Regions from separate parts of the Rattus norvegicus genome. Here region 2 is linked to region 1. Evidence: chromatin contacts called from public Hi-C data. All regions are on one chromosome and are shown on one strand. Each heading gives the region's core, a stretch centred on a gene start, on an enhancer-like site or on the middle of the called end of the contact. The rest is flanking DNA. Distances are from core to core; before and after follow the strand shown.

Region 1 (2,578 bases), core at 37-2,536:
ATTCTGTGTAGTAATAATGTGCTCATATTCCTTTACATGACCATGACACCACCACCTGAGCCACCATCACCTGATTTGTTTCTTAACCAAAGCAAAAGACTAGAAGACGAGGACTGATGAAGGGAACAGTTCGCTGCAGGGGGTGGGGGTAGTGGATTCTTTTCTGGACTCAACCAGAACTATCATTTGTGTTTAAGTATATTTAACAAAACTGTGAAGATATATAAAATATATACATGTTGTACCATGTTAAAACGGTGGAAATGATTAGTCTCTGTGGCTAAAACACATCCAAATGTATTTCCTTTACGTAACAGTAAATAGAAATTGCAGAGTTGTAAATAACATTCTGGTTCTACCTGATATGCACTGTATGTTAATAAAGTCTGCATATGCTTTCAACTACTACATTTGAAGTTCATTTCCTAATCTTCTAGAGGACTCCAGTTCAGTTCCCAGCACCCACATGCAGTAGTCACTGTATCTGTAACTCTGGGAGTTGGCATACCATGCTCAGCTCTCCAGGACACCTGCATTCAGGTGGCATAGCCTTGCACATGAAGGAAGAATTGTGCTTTAGCAGAAGGGATGAAGAGAGCTTTTCCCTGACAGACCCATTCTTCCTCCTTTGAATCTACTTTGTAGGCTTCCCTAGTCTCCTATCTTCCTTTACATGGTCCCAATGGCACCTGCCATAAAGGCCATTTCATCCTAAATCAGATGAATCAAAGGTATTTACAGAGTTCTAAGTTTATAGAATAAACAGGTACATTACCACAAATAGAAAGACTAATCACATTATAAATGGAATAGCTTAAGGATTAAGAAAGGTGTTACAAAGCTTGGTCTGAAAGAAAGGCAGAAACTAGAAAAATCAATAGTCTTTCTGGAGACTGTCGAGAAGTTCAGGCAAATAGTATGCACAGAGTCTGACCGGCAGTGCTGCTTGGAAGACTTCCTCTAAAGACTGGGGACCCAATCAAGGATTGAGCTAAAAGAAAATGCCAATGTTTGGGGGGCTCAAGGTTAATGGGGTTACAGATTACAGAGACAAAAAAGGCTTCTTTGCAATATTCACTAAGGGAAATTTCACAAGGCTCCCACACTTAGATGAAGAGCTATAGGCAATCAGTGGCTGCCAAGAGAGGAACTCTCTCCTATAGGAATACGCTCCCTGCTAGGATTCAACCCTAAGCACACATACAGAGAAGAACACTAGATGAGCCCAGTAGGTTGTTTGTGTGCCAGTAGCTCATCTGTTTGTTGTGTTTGGAAGTGAACTCCAAGGGGCAAAGGACAAATGCAGTCTTAACATATCAGCACAAGTAAACGGAACAAGCAGGCACAGCTCTACTGTGTCTGACCCGTTAGACTCAAACGGAAGCCAGGCACAGGAGGCAATCAATGTCACTTCTTTTTGATTCCAGGAACAAATCTAAACATATACTCAACAATACCAGTGCACCTAATTTCATTAGACTGACCCAGCTGGATATAAAGACATAGACTGATCTCCATATAGAAATACTGGCAGGTGACTTCAACACCCTGCTCTCACCCAGACACATAAGCAAGTAACCTTCAAATGTGTGGGACAGACATCTGCATAATATTTCCCCCACAGAGTGCACATTATTTTCAGCAGCCTAAAAATAGACCACAGTTTTACAAAGCAAGTCCTATCAAATCTTTAAAAAGAACAACTAGAATTCTATAGCAGAAAAATTAGAGTAGTTTTCATGAAAATAGAACAACACATTATTGAACAATGAGTGGGTCATTTTTATAAAAGAGAGAGAAATTTCAAGACTTTTTGAACCCAATCATAATAAACACATAACAGAACCTATGCTATATTTTGAAAATCTCTTTACAATGGGAAGAGCACAGCTATAGGTGGTGGTCACACTCATCAGATCAGAGTTGCCATGAGCATCCCATGGTTTTGCCAGTATCACTCTAGCAGTCTGTGCACATTCCTCAAGGCTTTGGTGCTTGTCAGTCACCCTGGAGGTCAGCTTATGCTGCCAAGGCTTCCTCTAGTCCCTAACACCCAAAGCTTTAGCCACACCCAAAGTCCTGCTATCACCTAAGCAAGTCCAGATCACCACAGCCACCCCACGTGTGAGTAAGCACCTGTCATCTGGGCTCCACAGCTGAATTTCATGCAGGCACAGTGTTGGCAACAAAGCACACAACCCTCAGCTATGACCCAAATACAGACTGAAACATTTTCCAGACCAGAAAGGATAAGAGCTATCCTCCTCCTGTTTGTTTTGCTTTATTGGTTTGTACATATTTTTATTCTGTGTATTTTTGTGTTGTATTTTTGGTTTTATCAATATTTTAGTAGTGTGTGTGTGTGTGTGTCTGTGTGTCTATATGTGTAAAACTAGTCGCAATTTTGTACATTAACTCACTATGTGTCTTAGTTAGGGTTTAACTGCTGTGAACAGACACCATGACCAAGGCAAGTCTCATAAAAGACAACATTTAATGGGGGTTGGCTTATAGGTTCAGAGGGTCAGTCTATTATCATCAAGGTCGGAACATGACAGCATCCAGGCAGCCATGGTGC
Region 2 (2,578 bases), core at 29-2,528, 78 kb after region 1:
ACTCTGTTGCCTGGAACAGTAACTCGCATGTGGTAAGAGCATTCAATAAGCAGTGTTTCTCATTGTACAAATGGGTATTAGATAGACCGAGAGGAGTTAATCCTCGCAGGAATGATGAGTCCCTGCCTTCTATTCAAGTCTTCACTGGAGGTTAAAATGTGAAAAATATGCCTTAGCATAAAATTCCCAGACTGCTTACCCACTATTTATTCAACAAAAAAAGCTAACGTTTCACTTTTAATTCTCAACTCGCTACCAAGTATCTTCTTAACAAGAGCTGGTAATCAAACCAAACCCATGTGACTCTTATTAACTAATAAGAAAACAAAGCAAAGTTTAATACTTAACTAGTAAGTGGAGTTGAAATTTCAAAAGCAACCTGTTTTTTTTTCCCCCCAAAACCCACAATTTGCCATCAAACAAACGCCTTGCCTAAGCAAGTCTGACATCTTGGGGACCCAAATTCCATTACCAAGGAACATTTTTCCCAGACCCTGACCCCAGAAGTCTTCCTAGAACCAATTTACACACACCAATCAACCTGCAGAGCTGGGGTTCCCCTAAAGCCTCTGCCCAACCAGCTGCATTCCAGCGTTTTCACACACCCAGCAGAGGGGACTCGCCACCTCTCAGCTCTAGGCATGCCCCTAGTCAACTCCACCATCAAAGGCCTGGGACAGGGAAGAATCTGGGGAAGCCAGGGGCCTTATCGGCAAGGCCAAAATTGGAGGACATTTTAGACCTCACCCTGAATCTGCCAATTCTCTGTGACCTTGGGCGTGCCGCTGAAGCCTCGGAGCTCGCGTTCTCTCACCTTTAAGGTGAGGACCGCACCCTGGCTACGCCACGTAAAGGATTAAGTGAGACCACAGATGCTGCTCCAGGCAGAGCGCTTGGCACCAGTGGGAGACCCACTCCCAATCCGCGGCGCCGTGACTACCCCATCCTCCCCACGCTTCGGGGCCCTTTGGACTGGGCCAGTCGCCCAATTCTGCAGACAAGTGAGCTGACGGGTAGAGAAAAGACAGGGTGCTCGCAGACACCCCCGCCAAGGCACAGCTCAGACCGTGGGTCCCCCTGACCCACGCCCCGGCTGCCGCGCCAGGTGCCTGTGCCCCGGGCTCGCCTGCGAGCGCTCCACCTGCCACCCGGCCCCGCGCCCGCGCCGCTGCACTCACTCTTCACTTTGCCGAAGGTGCCGACGCCCAGGGTGTCCCCCAGCACGTAGTGTCCGATCTTCACACGCCCGTCGTGCTTCTGCTTCTCAGCCATGTTCGGCGCGCGGCCTCCCCGGGCCGCGGGCTCTAAGCGCCGCCGCCGCTGCCGCCGCCGCCACCGCCTACCCACAGTGCAGCGGGCCCGGGGGGCGGGACGGGGACGCCTGGGGCGCGGTAGGGTGAGCGCGGCTCGGCGTGTGTGGACGCGAGCTGGAGGCGCAGAGCCCGAAGCGTCCTGAGGAAAGCCCACGGCGGTGAAGATGGAAGGGATGAGTCTGAGAGCGACCGAGGTGAAAGGAGAATCTGAAGAGAAGTGGGGGTGAGGGGGTGCAGACCATGAGACGTGCCTCAGGACAGCAGGACCAGGCGGGGAGGGCGGCCCTTCCCTAGCCCCTGGCACGCTCCCCCCAGGCAAGGTTTATTTGACTGGGAACGCTCTAGTCCGTACCCTCCTCAGATAGCGACCCCATTGTTTTAGAACTCACGCTTATTTTGTAGTTCCTTGTCACGTTATTGTTAGGTCGAAACCCTGGACAAACTGCCCAAGGAGACGCCTATCATTAACATATCAAAGATGACGCTGGCTGCCAGGTTCTCTCAGCATCCCTCAGTCCCTAACTGGGATAGGGTCCTCCTGCCTGCCATACCTCGACTCCTACCCCGAACTCTCCAGCCCAGGGACTCCAGCCCCTTCCCTCAGGTCCCCTGGTCCCTAGATTATTCAGCCATTTTGGCTGTGCTAATCTCTCAGCCCAGACCACCCACCCCTCTAGGCCTGGCTCCTCTCTTGCTCCCACTCCCCCTCTCTCCTCACATAGCCCTGCTCAGTCTGCCCATGTTCACCCTGGACTCTCCTAAACGTCCCTGCTTCTGCCTGTACGTTCGTTTATCTACAATAAGCCTTCTTCGTTGTGTTAGTTAAGGTTTTTTTTCATTGTGATAAAACACCATAGCCAAAAAACAAGTTGGGGAGGACAGGTATTATTGTTACACTTCCACAGCACTGTTCATCTCTGAAGGAAGTCAGGATGGGAACTCAAACAGTACATGGAACCTGGAGGCAGTCCCGATGCAGAGGCCATGGGGGGTTAGCACCGGGAGGGTGCTGCTTACTGGCTGGCTCATCAGGGCTGGTACAGCCTGGTTTTCTACAGAACCCAGGACCACCAGCCCAAAGATGGCACTACCTACAATGGGCCATTGATCACTAATTAAGAAAATGTCTTACAGCTTACATCTTATGGAGGCATTTTCTCAATTGAGGTTCCCTCCTTTCAAATAACCCTAGCTTGTGTCAATTTGACAAATGACAAACCAGCATATCCACTGTAGCCAGGAGCAATTATGTCCCTCCTTCTATT

The links. Hi-C and Micro-C count contacts between places; a contact is called where the count stands out from the background.
Region 2: a contact with region 1 is called in a Hi-C map of liver, with 2.8 times the contacts expected there. The contact joins the promoter of Prkaa2 here to the enhancer-like site in region 1. A contact is called at or near these places in 6 of 12 Hi-C or Micro-C datasets (Schwann cells, hepatocytes, kidney and 3 more).

What each region holds. Positions count from the first base shown.
Region 1 is chr5:125,029,460-125,032,037 of GRCr8, forward strand. It overlaps Fyb2 (FYN binding protein 2), which reads left to right. Exons shown (of 20, transcript XM_063261317.1): 20 at 1-408. Among named protein-coding and RNA genes, the nearest start is that of Sumo2l1, 67 kb to the left of the region's middle. Within about 2 kb of position 1,287, at least 1 of the 93 cell types and tissues checked has an H3K27ac peak or open chromatin away from gene starts, as enhancers often do. A contact at or near this core is called in liver, where this site is marked.
Region 2 is chr5:125,107,046-125,109,623 of GRCr8, forward strand. Prkaa2 (protein kinase AMP-activated catalytic subunit alpha 2) reads right to left here and starts at 1,279. Exons shown (of 9, transcript NM_023991.1): 1 at 1,179-1,279. The coding sequence starts at 1,272.